2 separate regions of the Arachis hypogaea genome follow, and region 2 is linked to region 1. A link is a contact called in public Hi-C data. All regions are on one chromosome and are shown on one strand. Each heading gives the region's core, a stretch centred on a gene start, on an enhancer-like site or on the middle of the called end of the contact. The rest is flanking DNA. Distances are from core to core; before and after follow the strand shown.

Region 1 (7,605 bases), core at 3,691-6,190:
ATGAAGTTAAGGAGTCTTACTAAGAGGCAAAAAGTCAAGAACAAACAATAAGAAAAAAAATAGAATTTTCGAGAGCATAAAAAATTATGCTTTTAGTACTTAAATTTAAATTATTGACTTAATTTTTAATTATCTTTTTATTATTATTTAATTATTTTTATATCAATACGATATTATTATAAATAGTGCAACTACATATTTTTAAAAAGTGTCCATCATTCAACCTTTAGAAAAAAGAGAAATTAAAAAATCAGTAACTTCTAAAAAAAATAAGTAACTTTCTATAAAAATGAGTATTTAAATTAATTAAATAATATTATTTAAATTAAAAGGCCGACTAAAGACAAAAAAATTTAAAGGACAAATAACATTTCTCTATTATAAAATAGTGAAATCTTTTCTTTATATATTATGAAAACAAAGATAGATTAAAAAAAATTATAAAGGAGTCAAATTTATTTATTGAGTAGAGACAAATAAATTTTTATTTCATATACTACATGTAACTCTATAAAATTTTAATGGGACACCCCACACTCTCCAACGTAGATTCGTCTTGTTTGCAACTTCAAGTGTGGATGTTGAGAAACAATCACTTAAATGGGAAGTTACCATTTTCATTAATTTCGTTATATGAAGTGTATGTATAAGATAATTTAATAAATTAGTTTTAAAATAAAATAATTTAAATTTTAACTAAAAGATTTTATCTTTTTAATTTAATTTGTTATGACTATCTTATTGTATTTTTATCTTTATCTTTTTGTTGCATGATCAACAAAATTAAATTTAATTTTTTTATATTTATACATATCCTATAAAAAAAAAGTTATAATTTACAATTGCTTGACTTCTTTTCTTTGTCTGCCTCTTTGTTTAACAATACATCAAGTAACTCATAATTTGCTATATTTTTTTTTTAACAATGAAAGATATGGGAAATCAAGAAAATAGTGAGAATGATTTGCACTACTTTTCAAATCATACGAAGAATTTTGTGAATGTGTTCCATTAGAACAAGTTGAGTTAGATATCCTAGTGAAGAATTATTTAAAGATAATCGATATCCATTATTAGATAGTAGTGACTTTTATATTCCACAGTCTATTGCTGAATTTTTTTTTTTTTATCTATATCCACTATATGCAATACTTTTTCTACCTAATGATATGTTTCAAGAGCTATTTTCTGAAAGAATAATTTTATTAAAAGAGCTTAGCGATAACGTTACCCTTAAAGCTGCTAATGATTCATCAACTAATAATGTTACTCCAAATGATAAGATTTTCTTTAGTTATAAACTTTAATATTTGAAATTGTTTATGACTTTTTAATGATAAATTATGGATAATTTATTTTGTAAAATTATTAAATTTTAAATTTTGTTAGTTTAAAAATAATTAAATTTAAATTTTTGAAATTATATATTGAATATTTTATAATTTTATTTTATATTGAATTAAATTAGTTCAATCACAGTTTTTACCTTGGTTGAACTATTAAACCATTAAACCAGTCACTCGACTGGTTTAATGATCGGTCCAGTTCTTACTGAAGGATTACCATGTGTTCATAACACGCAGCGGAAGAAAAGAAAGTAATCCTTAAAGATCTATTTTGTGCGTAAACTTTATTCTTATAATATAATATAATAGTAGATCAGATTTAAATACCTGAGTACGCTAGTAAAAATCTGTTTCTCCTTCGATGGTACGAAGGCACTATGCGTATTCACACCGAGACCAACATTTGCTGTCAACCCCTTGACCAATGGACATCTGATCTAAATTGAGAAACATCTTACAACTCTTTGCACACCATAAAATTCTTCTCTAAGAATTAGTCTCACATACATTTATGTGCATAGAGGTAAAGGAATAACAACCCTTGTTATTCTCTCTATCTTTCCCATGTTTACCTCTACTCTTGGCATACCTATATATAGTATGAGATTTGTTGTTGATTTTAAAATTTAAGCACAAAATAGATCTTTAAGGATTACCTTCTTTTCTTCCGCTGCGTGTTATGAACACATGGTAATCCTTCAGTGGTATCAGAGTCAGGTTGTCAAGTTGTTACTCATACCTATTCCAAATAAACATGATTAAATTATATCCCATATAATTATAATCTCAAATAATTATCTGGTTGTCAGACAATTATTTAACTGAATTATACTTTATACTCCTAGGTTGTCTAGGTTCAAGTATAAAATTAATTCTCCTTATGCATCATCATATATATGAATAAATTCTATCCGTGATTACAAGTCTTCTGGTTGTCAGGTCGTTCCTTGTAAATAAAAGATAAATTTATTTTTGACAATATCCTAACTTTTAGAATTTATCTCAATTGTTAGAGAATTTCTACCAATATTCTTGGATTAAATTTTTATACTCCCAGGTTGTCTAGGAAAAACAATAAAATTTAATCCTTAATACATCAAATGTATACACTGATTATTATTTTGAAAATAAAACTCCTGGTTGTCAGGCCGCTCTTTATAATCAAGAATATTAGAAAAAACTAATTTCTAAAATTATAGTGTTCAAAACACATCAATCAAATCAAAATTTGATTTTTCATGTACTAACGTTTGATATTTTGCATCTTATTCCTTTTATTGTGATCAAAATCACACTAAAATTTAATAAATAAAATTAAACAAAATATTTTATTATAAATATAACTTTTATATTAAAAGAATGATCATTTAATCACAATTAAATAATTAAAATAAATTAACTATTAATTTATTAAAAAAAACTATCTCAATGAAAATAAATACATCACATGCTTAACAAATAATTTGAATTAATCATATTAATTCACAAACTTTAAGAAAATAGGAATAAAAATTTAAACACAAAAAGCCAAAGCTCTGATACCACTGAAGGATTACCATGTGTTCATAACACGCAGCGGAAGAAAAGAAAGTAATTCTTAAAGATCTATTTTGTGCGTAAACTTTATTCCTATAATATAATATAATAGTATATCAGATTTAAATACCTGAGTACGCTAGTAAAAATCTGTTTCTCCTTCGATGGTACGAAGGCACTATGCGTATCCACACCGAGACCAACATTTGCTGTCAACCCCTTGACCAATGGACATCTAATCTAAATTGAGAAACATCTTACAACTCTTTGCACACCATAAAATTCTTCTCTAAGAATTAGTCTCACATACATTTATGTGCATAGAGGTAAAGGAATAACAACCCTTGTTATTCTCTCTATCTTTCTCATGTTTACCTCTACTCTTGGCATACCTATATATAGTATGAGATTTATTATTGAAATAAAAATTTAAGCACAAAATAGATCTTTAAGGATTACCTTCCTTTCTTCCGCTGCGTGTTATGAACACATGGTAATCCTTCACTTACAACCTTGGTATTTCTGTACTTCCATATTTCTCAGATAATTTTTTTCGGTATTCTAAACCATTTTCTATACACATCTTTGGTTAATATTTTGATGGTTTGCTTGTGCTTTGGAAGACTTGTAATAGGCATTTTATTTTTCTCAAGTTGGAAATTGGACCTGCAAGGATGTGTTATGTTTCCAAAGCTACACATTACATCTTAGGAAAAAGACTAAGTCAATACATCCTGCTTGCATGCAACGTGTACTATATATCTATACTTGAAACACAAGATTCTTGAGGGGTGGTTTATTGTATCTTAAGACCCTTCATTATGAAATCATTTCTCGCAGGGAGATTTTGACATTATTGGTGGTACCTCAGCATTGACAGAGGCAGAGGTCATAAAGGTGATGTTTTCTACCTCAGCATTAAGTTCTGAATTTTGCTATGAATAGTTATATGGGATCTGGCTTTAGAAATGTTGTTTGTCTGGCCAGGCAACTTAAATAGCCCTTTATTCACCAAAATTATGAATAGTTATATGGCCAGGCAACTTTAATAATAGAACTTGTATTATTCTATAATTATTCACCAAAATTATCCACTTCTTTGATCTATTCCATTTACTAATTTTCCAATAATGGAAGGGATTGGCCCAGAAAAATTATTTAATGCATCTGGTGTGTCATTATTCTTAAATAGTTAAATTATCTCTGCGCCTTTGCTTTTCTGCCCTTTCAACTTTTATCAGTCTCTTCATCAGCCTTTACTACACTCTGTTCTTATCCTTAATAATTAATAGGACTCAAATATTATGCTTATTGTTATTGTTATTGTTAATAGTTTATGGCATTTCCTTCCCTCTTTAGTTAGCATCATGTTAGCAGAAAGTTAACTCTGCTTTTGCGCAAAATGTCACTGTCTATAATCTTCTATATATTTAATTTTGTGATAGAAGTTTTCTTCCTTCAACAGAACGTGAAGTGTCTGCTGACTCTCCCAATAAAACACATGATCCAATGTTGGCAAGGGTAAAAATATATCTATTTTAATATTTAAGCAAGGTACTTATACTCTCCTTCTTGCTTTTAAATAGATTATGCTTCCTCATGATAAGTACAACCTGTGATGACCATCATAAAACACAAAACTATTATTAATTTGATTCCACTGATTATTTAATATTTAAGCCCAAGTTCAATTATTAGATCTAGAATTTTCATTATTAAAAACCATGGAAATTTACTTTAATTAATTACCTTGGGTCCAGGTTCTTAAGTGATGCAAGTTCAACTTGTTTCTCCAGGTTCTTAAGTCCTCTATATTGCTCATATTAAAATTTAATCCATAAAAGAAAAGTTCAATATTAATCCCCTGACCCTGGCTTGCATCTTTTTTCTTTTTCTTTTTATTTTTTATTTTATGAGTTAATAATGCCTCACTAAGAAATGCTCTTAGCAATGGGAGAAAGCTGATAGCAATGCCTTTTTGATCCTCAATTGTTGAATTGTTTCCAGAGTACTGAGAAGTAATCTTATAGGATCGGTTCTTGAGAAGTTCCAGATTCATTTTGGCTGTGTATCACAGTAGATATCTTTATCTTTTATTTGGTGGATATTGGTACTTCACTTGTGTCATTATAACGTATGAATTTTTGTTGGTAGGAATGATGGGTATTCAGACAAAATTTACTCAGTTACATGTTATTCTAACATGGTAGCTTGAAGTCTACTTGAATGAGTGTGACAAAGGATTGAGTCCAGGTTGGTGTGTAATGTCTAGATGCGTATCAATTTGCAAAAGAAGTAAATAATTTTCATTCTTCATTTTCTGTTGCTATAAACTAAAACATGCCATAATCTGTATGTAAAAACTAATAACACATCGTTTTCCTGAACTTTATTGTACTTTTTGTTCTTCAGTTTCCAATTTGGTTGATAAGTAGTCGTAGTAACTACAAACTCTACAAGTGCTAGGTCTAACAAACAATGCATTCATTCTACTACTCAGGATCTTATTCTTTGCCGGAATGATGTGCACAAGTGCTGTTCCACTACCACCGCCACGGCTGCCATCCTCAATCTCTTCGGATGAGGACTATGATGATGATGAGGATGAAGATGACACTGAAAACTATAGCCGATAGTTTTAGTATGGTTGAATAATATACTGAGAATTATAGTTGATGTATCAATACACTTTATTTATGTTTTGAATTATATTGACTTACATGTATATAGTACTTTTCTTTTAGTCTGATAATACGATGAATTTGTTTATTTTTTGAAATATTATAAATATTCGAATACAAATTAGATAAAAATTTGTATTTATTAAATTTATATTTATTTTGTATGAAAACAGGTTTATTTTGTAATGAAAAAATCTATAAAAAATTCTATTTTATTTTACTAACGGATTTACAAACTGATTTTTTGTTTGTATTCAGAGTTTGGAATACTTTTTCAAGGTTCTAATTACCGACGGAAAATCCGTCAGAATATCTGTCTCTAATTACTGATGAAAAATTCGTCGGAAAATCTGTCTCTAATAACCGACGAAAAATCTATCAGAAAATCTGTCTCTAATTATCGATAAAATATTCATCGGAAAGTTTGACGTTCTAGGGAAATGGAGGGGAGAATTTACCGAGAAAAAATCTGTCAGTAACTGATAAAAATTTGTCGGTAAATTACCGACGAAAAAAATCTGTCGGTAAATAATTTTCGACGAGGCCTTTACAGAGTGACAAAATTCGTCGGTAACCGAAAATCCGTCTGTAATAAAGACCAAATACGTCTGTAAATCTATCTGTATTAAGCAATTTTCTAGTTGTGACATTCGAGGATACTGACTCTAAAAATATTGCTGGTATTAGATATGGTGCTCTAGTAACATTGTGTTTCACATTGTATGAATTGGCATCAAAGAACTAAGATGACTTCATGGAGATTAGAGATGACATTTTTGGACTAATCTAAAAGTTTAAAAAGAAACGTGATCCTGACCCCAAGATTCTTTCTAATGCGGGTTTGGTCAGTGATCGAATTATATTGTTGTGAAGACAAAAGAATCTCCTCGTCAAAATAACTGAGTGACAAAATTTCGTAAGTGTTTTCATTATACACGTTGTGGTCATACGATTTAAAGGTGTCTAGAGTTATGTAATAAAAGCATCTAACATACTGATCATCACTAACGATGATCTGAATGATGTGAAGATAATTTTAATTTTTTGTTTTATCAAATTTTTAAAATTTTTTTACTTATTTATTTAAATATTGTCTAATATATTTTATTATATTGTAGAATTATTGTCAGGAAAATACAAATCACCAAAACAATGATAAAACATAAAAGTAATGTTCACAGTATACATTACATATATTTTAGTGACAATGAAACAAATGAATTAACTATACAACAGAATAAGAATGAAGTTAAGGCTAATGAGTATGTTAATGTCGATTTTAATATATAAACCTGACTTTCTATTTTTCCATTTTTTTCTATCTTTATTTCTTTGTTTAACCTGAAGTGTTTAACTTTCTTAAAAAATATTTTTTTTTCAAATATAGTAATCTGTGGCCATTTTATTACATATATATTTTATTTTTAGATTTTATTACATATACATTTTATTTTTATTTAGTTAAAATTATACTTACTTAATCATGTTATATGAGATGTTTGTATGTAGAATTCAAGAATTGATGATAAAGGTTCAAAGTTCAAAAAGTATAAACAAAGGAGTTCTAATATAAATAATGTGCATAAGGTCTATGTGGTGCATAAATTACACATATAATAACAATGCTTTTTTTAAAACTAAAATGATTTTAGAATTTTGTTGTGTGCATTTTTTTAGAGTGGACAACTAAATAGCCATGATACTAGAAAAATATCCCAATCTAAACCAACAGATTCCGTGTAATTTCAGAATTAGAACATGAATGGATTGTCTGTATGTGTATCCTATATTTTCAAGATTTTCTCTTCAAATTATAAATAATAAATATTTAAAAAAATATATAGAATAAAAAAATAAATGATAAAAATTTAAAACTTAATAAAAAAAACTAAAATAGTATGTATATAATAATTATAATAGTAATATATTTTTTATGTAATAATATTACACAATTATTTTTTAGTTATATTTAATTTTAAATTTAATGTATTTCTTATAATTATGAATTTATTTGAATTATATTATTTTATTAAATTTATTTA
Region 2 (7,605 bases), core at 3,587-6,086, 89 kb after region 1:
TAAAATAAAAAATAAAAAAAATTGTAAATAATAAATTATTAATAAATAAAAATAAAAATAAAAGTTTTATGAGTTATTTAATTTTTTTAATATATAAGATAATAAAATTTGAATTAATTTAAGTATAGTACTAAAATTATTACATTATTATTATAGGTAACAATCAAGATAAAAAAATTATAAATATTTGTAAATTTTTTTATTTTTTTAATCTTATTTAATTTGAAGCAGATACACAAAATTAAATTTAAAGAAATTTTTTCGCATAATTTTAATTGTTAATTTTTTTAATTTTATATTTAATATCTTAAATTATCTTTAATTTTATTATTCTTTCAAATTTTTTAATTTTTATTTTCATTATTTTTTTCTTGTCACTCTCATACACATATCTATCATTATTTTTTCTTCATTACTTATAAAAAAGATAGAAAATAGTACTACATGTACTCAGTGGAATAAAAAAGACAACAAGAATAGAAGTGATCTGTAAAATAAAAAAGCTAACTGTAAAAAGAGGGAAGAAAAATTAACTGATAATTATATTTTTGACCAATTTTTAAGATGATAGTTATATTAATCAGAGACAATAATAGTTATACATATATAAAGAATGATAAAAAAAAAGTATAGTGTATAATATGATGAGATGATATAATAAAAATAAAAATTAATACATTTTAAAATTAATAAAATTAAAAAAATTAAAGATATTCAAGATAACATTGAAGAAAAATATTTTTTATCTATTAGAATTATTGATGGAGACAAAGAATGATTTAGATATAAATTTTTAAATTTGCTTCTAATAAAAGAAGATTGAGAAAATAAATGAATTTAATAATATTTATAAATAACTCATCTTTATATAATATTAGTAAGTGTTTATATGTTTGTTACACATAATAATAACAAAATATTTTTTAATTTTATTTTTTTTAATTTAAATTTATTTATTTTATATATTTTACATGTTAAATAACTAAAGGTGTTTTATTTTTTATAATTTATTTTTAATTATTAATATTAAAATTTATAATTATAAAAATAAAAATATAAAATTAATTTCTTAAACACAACAAAAAGCAGCTGAATAGGTATGTGAGCCGCTAGTTAAAGTAGTGACAGAATAAGGAGGTTTCCTCACAAATTAGTAGCAACATGAAATAAGTGAAAAAAGTCTATCAGTTGTTAAGCAGTCACTAATTCCTCACTGAATAAGTTTTTGATTAGTGACTCAATTGTGATCCGTTACTTCTAACATTTTTTCGGTTAGCTTTGGATTTGTTATAACTCTGCGACGGATTTTTAACGAGACTAGCGAGTAATTTGCTACAAAATAAGTAGGATATAGCTTTCACTTTGCGACAATATTGCCGTTGCCAAGTCGCTCGCTAAATTAAACTTGTAACAACTTAGCGACAAATATATTTCGCCCCCTAATCAGTGACTTGAAATCAACTAACGAAGTGTGTCAGTTGTTAAACGGTAGCAAATTTCTCGCTATTTAGGTCCTAGGCACTCAATATCCGTATTTCCACTTTAGCGACGAATTAGCAAGGAACACTTCCCTAGCTGAATGATTTATCTGTTGCGACAAGTTAGCGACGACTGTTTTCTATCGCTACCCTAATTTTAAATTCTTACAATATTATGCAACAAATTAGTGATAAATTAGTTGCTCGCTAAAAAAAACTTTGGTGACAAATTAGTTAATAATTTGTCCATGGCAGAATGCATTTCAAGTTTTTGTGACGGAATAGCTAGTAATATTGTTTCTCACTAATTAGCCTTTTCGCACAAAGTTTATTTAGCAACGAACTAATGTGTGAACTGTTTCTCGCTAATTGTATATCAAACACTTGCGACGGAATAATGACAATAATATCCTCACTATTTTACTTTTATTCGATTGAACTCCTAAATGACTGATTTGCTAGAATATTATCACTTGCTAATTAATTTGTGATAAATTAGCAAGAAAAATTTTCCCGCTCTTTTATTAGCTACAGAAGTCAATTTGCGAGAAACAAACTTACTCGTAAATCTCTCACTAATCAGTCGCTTTTCTCAAGTTTGGGTATTTTGTGACCGCTCATTAATTTTGTCATTAGTGCGTTACTAATTTAGTGACGAATTAGTGACAAAAAATATTTTTTACAAAAATTCGTCGTTAATTTATCAAATTCTTATAATGTTGACCCAATTTGTATGATTTGTAAGCCAAAAATTAAAAACTTTATATGTGTCACAGGTCTAAAACTAAAATAACCTAAAATTTGCAACAAAATTCATACGTAATCTACTCGTTTTTAGTAGTCATGATATACTTAAGTTATACACAAAATAAGATAACAACGAATGAAAAATGAGCAAGTTAACTGAATCTATTATTATATTACTATTTGACTTCTATTCATAAATCGCTACAGAAATAAGTTACTAGATAATTAGTCACGAACTAGTTTAGATGAAAAAAATACTTCCGATCAATTATTTAAAAAGATTAAAAGATGATATAGGTCTAATCATGAAACCATTTTTTTAATTTAAACTAATAAGAATAAGCAGATGAATAATTATATCTTTTAACATATTCTTTTAAGTATAATTTTTTTTGTTTGAACATTTTGTATAATTTTTTTCTTTTTATTTTATGCTAAAGTTCTTTTTATTTTAAGGTTCAATAATGATCAAATTCTAAATTTTTTGTGAGTTATACAAATTATAATATCATGTTATAAAATTATTATTTTTAAAAATTTAAATTGATAAAATGAGGTATGAATCATATATGTAACAATGCAAAAGAATTTTTGTTCTTTCTCTTTTTTTTGTTTGGCATTATAGAATTTTATAATGCTAAACATATCATTGAAGAATTTTTGTAACATATGCATATATTGCACTTTTATGTATTGACGAGTACGGAAAATACTCATTTATTAGGATAGATAAACTATACAAAATGCATTCGAATAATTTTGTCGTTGATAAAAATGCATTTAAAATTTTCTATTAATAATTTTTTTAAATAATTTAAAAATGCGATACAAATATCTAACAATAAATATATATTTTTTAAAAAATATTTTAGAGATTAAATTTTTATACAATTTTTTGCAAGTAAAATTAAAAAAAAGATATTTTTATTTTTAGAATTTAGTAAGTTTTCGTTGATTATATATATATTATTTATTTTTGAAGGTGTCATTGGTTGTTTCATGATATATATAGATATATAAAGCCAATGCAATTCTTACAATCAATCTTGCAATAATGATGAAATAAACTATAAGTGATTACAATCAGCGTACAACTAATAAGAACACAAATCAGACCACATGAAGTGGTCAACATATATGGCAAATAAATTTGGGAGTAGAGAACAATACATTTGCTTGATCCCTTCTCCAAAAATTGCAATAAACCCTAATACTTTATTCCACAATGCTTAATGAATCAATCTAAAGTAGTATCCAATTCCAATCCCTTAGCTAGCTTCTTCTTATCCATAACATATGAGCAAATTGATGGTTATAATACACTTACATGAAGATTATGGAAAAAATTATTGTTTCTTAGGACTTGATAATCCCAAGTGTTTCTGCTTGTACGGACAATGAATGTTTAACATCACCAATGTGAAGATTATGCACCCCCATTGGAATTCTCCTTGTCCCAGACCTATCAACCACACTCAAAAGCTTGCAAACATGAATATTAATCTTGACTCGCTGCTGCGACTTAGCAGGAACACGGACCTTCTCAAACGCCACCAACTGCTTGTGCGGCGCCCAGTGGCCATTACCGGCCGGGGGCGCCGAGAACACTAAGAGCGTGTGAGAGCCATCTTTGGAGCCAACATTCTTGACATCAATGTGGAGGCTAACTGAGAGCTTGGCGCATCGTGCATGTGTCACTCTAATTGCTTTGTTAGAGATGTTTGTGGTGTTTCCATGGCGGTGGCCATGAACGGGAACTGAGACCGTCTTTGGCGCGCTAGCGAGAGTGTGAAGAAAGTGAGAGTAGGATAATCCGTAACCAAAAGGGTACACAACTGGACCGTTGTAAAATCGATAGGTTCTTCCAGGGTACCCTTTGCTTCGTCTTGGACGCATTGCCATATCTGTCATTGCTAAGCTCTTAAGGTACTCTTCTGGATACCATGTCATTGGAAGCTTGCCTCCTGAACAAATTCAACCACTCATATGTTATTTAACTCTATATACATACGTATATTATTTAATTTATTTTTAATGTTCATTTTATATTAGTGACTAATTTTTAATATATACGTGCTATGATTGTTAATAATTTTAGATATTTATTAATGTTTAACATAATGTAACAATGAGCCGTTCACATATCAATAAATAAATAAATAAAAATACTGTGTGAACATAAAAAGTTAATTATTATGTATGTATATAATTTAATTTATTTTTAATATATATTTTATATCGTGTATTTTATATTGTTACCTTCTTTCTGCATAGGTAATAGGGAGACTTTAGCATGAATTATCATGTCATCATATTTTCAACATAAGTATAAGAAACTCAGTAACCATGGGCAATTAGAGTATTGCATAAAGGAATGAAAACAAAAGAAATTTTAATTTTCTTTTTGGTGTTTTTTAGATACCTGGGTTGGCAGCACCAAACAAGATATCTGCAATGGCTGCACCACCAGCTTGGCCCGGATACCCAGCCCACAATATACCCGCAATTTTCGGATCATTCTTAGCAAAAGTTACATCAACAGGCCCACCAGACATCAAGACCAAAATTGTTGGGCCTCTTGAAGCTGCTGCAACCTTTGAGACAAGCTCTTGTTGATGCCCAGGAAGAAGTAGGTCAGCTCTGTCAACAGTTTCAGCTTCAATAGACTGGTCAAGGCCCATTACTAGAACCGTTGCATCTGCTTGACGGGCAGCGTTTAGTGCTGACCCAAACTGCTTGTCATTGGTGTTGGGAATAAGACACAATTCCCCCTTGAGAAAACACCTTTGACAGAGAAATAAAATAGACACAATCACAACACAAGAATTTAACGTGGAAACTCCAATTACCGGAGAAAAAACCACGGCCGTTGTCAAATGACAACCAGAGAATATCACTATGTGAAAATTGTTACAACACATAGACTTCTTTCTCTCACCGGCACCCCAGTACACCCACACTCTTTCAAAGCAAATATCTAACTACACCTCACAACACTCTCTAATCAAAGAGTACAGAGGAAAAGAAAAATCAGATACAAGCTTAAAGTGTTTCTGACTGGTGCAAAAACAAATGGAGAACTTAGCCTCATATTTATAGCCTAGGCCACCCACTCCATTTGCTATCCTAAGCAATGTGGGACTAATTCAACCAAATCCTAACAATCTCCACCTTGATTGAAATAGTCACACATCTTCAGCTTCCATTGTCAACACCGACAATTCTTTGCTGCCATTGTCTATACCGACAATCATAGTTCAGAGAACTATCATACTCCACCATGAAAGTATACTCACTTGGAATTAGACCACTCCAAGAATTTCGCCTTGGTACAGATCGAAACCTTGCTGAAAATTCATGGTGCAACTTCCAAATTGGCTTTTCCTGGAAGTTCTTCAGCCATCGACCTAACTCCGCCACACACCTTGCATCTCAACGCCAACCAATGCCCGTGTGCAATTGTGGACCTGATTGCCACAACTCATCCTTATCCATGGCAGTGCGGTAATACCATGAGGATACTTCTTGTCTTCTAGAGAACATCATCTTCTCTCATAGAGAGAGCAACCAGAGATCTTCTCCTTCAACGCCTTGTGCAAACCTGATTGTATCAACACATCCTTGACTTGTACTTGCCACAAGCCAAAATTGATTCTTCCATCAAATTTCTCTATTTCAAGCTTCACAGCACTTGAATATCCAGACATTGTTGCAACCGTATACTGGAATATTATAACTCAACTGTAGACCGTGCACTAGGAAGGGTCCCCAGGAAAGAGAGGTGGGTCACAATGGACACACTTAAATACCAAGTCTTTCCTTAGCCAGAACCTTTTCCAAACTGCACTCTCACAGAGTCACACTGCCTTCCAGCAACAACAACAGCAACCAAAGAGATTAGACTAGGCTGCAACCACAGAGCATACTAAGAATAAATCCCACCGAACCGAAGCTCTGATACCACTTGTTGGGAATAAGACACAATTCCCCCTTGAGAAAACACCTTTGACAGAGAAATAAAATAGACACAATCACAACACAAGAATTTAACGTGGAAACTCCAATTACCGGAGAAAAAACCACGGCCGTTGTCAAATGACAACCAGAGAATATCACTATGTGAAAATTGTTACAACACATAGACTTCTTTCTCTCACCGGCACCCCAGTACACCCACACTCTTTCAAAGCAAATATCTAACTACACCTCACAACACTCTCTAATCAAAGAGTACAGAGGAAAAGAAAAATCAGATACAAGCTTAAAGTGTTTCTGACTGGTGCAAAAACAAATGGAGAACTTAGCCTCATATTTATAGCCTAGGCCACCCACTCCATTTGCTATCCTAAGCAATGTGGGACTAATTCAACCAAATCCTAACAATTGGAACAAGCAACATTTGTACAACCAGGCTCATGAATAGTCTTGGCGTATCTTCCTATTCCTTGCAAGGGACTTGTGTACTCACAACCAATACCTAAATAAATAACATGGTTGGATAGTATTTGGAAGAAAAACAGACACTAAAGAGATTATGATGGAGAGACACAGATTGAAAGATAGAGATTGAAATAAGTTTTAGTATTGTGTTTGGTGTAAAATGAAAGACAGTAATTGAAATAAGAATAAAATTCTAATTTAATTTGTACAAAGAATAAAATTAAAATTAATTAATTAAAATTAGAGTATTTTAAATATAAAATATTATTTTCAATTTTTGTCTCTAAAAATTTCAGTTTTTATGTCTCCATTCTTTAGAAGTACTAAACTAAAATTTTGAAGATAAAAATTAAAATTTTAATACTTAAATCAATAAACATAATATTAAATTTTATTCTCTCAATTCTCATCCCAATATTATAAAACAAACGCTATGTTATGTTGATCATCAATTCATCTGCCGGTAAAATGAGAGTATGTTTTGTTTGCATTTCGATATGTGTGCAGAAATAGAAACTGGCATACAAACTGGTTTGGTTTTAGAGATACTAGCAGGACCAATTTTTTTTTTCTAATACGCATGAAATTTCAACATTTTGTATTTTTTTTTTCTTTTGAGATTATGAAAATTGGATTAGTCATTGAACATGTGAAACTAGATATTCAAAGATTTAGATATTTAATCGGAATTATACTGATATTCATAAATAAAATATGCTTTTTAGGGAAATGTTTTTCTTTTTAATTTTTTTTAACATATTTTCACAGGAAAAATATATTGATTCAACTAGTTTATTGATTTTTTATCGTTCATCATTAACACCAATTTTTTTTATTAGAACAAAACTAATCAGTGATCAATTCCAAATTAATTCGGTTGACCTAATTGATCTAATCCAATTTTCAGAACATTTGTTCTTATTTTATCTTTTATATTCTT

The links. Hi-C and Micro-C count contacts between places; a contact is called where the count stands out from the background.
Region 2: a Hi-C map of leaf shows a contact between it and region 1, with 2.8 times the contacts expected there. The contact joins the enhancer-like site here to the promoter of LOC140175071 in region 1. A contact is called at or near these places in 3 of 8 Hi-C or Micro-C datasets (leaf and an unstated tissue).

Annotation. Positions count from the first base shown.
Region 1 is chr9:16,492,098-16,499,702 of arahy.Tifrunner.gnm2.J5K5, forward strand. It overlaps LOC140175071, which reads right to left and starts at 4,941. Exons shown (of 4, transcript XM_072201980.1): 1 at 4,815-4,941. The coding sequence starts at 4,941. It overlaps LOC140174946 (a long non-coding RNA gene), which reads left to right and starts at 5,004. Exons shown (of 2, transcript XR_011865098.1): 1 at 5,004-5,135; 2 at 5,383-5,655.
Region 2 is chr9:16,581,500-16,589,104 of arahy.Tifrunner.gnm2.J5K5, forward strand. It overlaps LOC112710532 (probable beta-D-xylosidase 2), which reads right to left. Exons shown (of 8, transcript XM_072202645.1): 6 at 6,608-6,702; 7 at 4,648-4,966; 8 at 3,257-4,189. The coding sequence ends at 3,582. Among protein-coding and RNA genes, the nearest start is that of LOC112710532, 13 kb to the right of the region's middle. Within about 2 kb of position 4,837, at least 2 of the 3 cell types and tissues checked have open chromatin away from gene starts, as enhancers often do.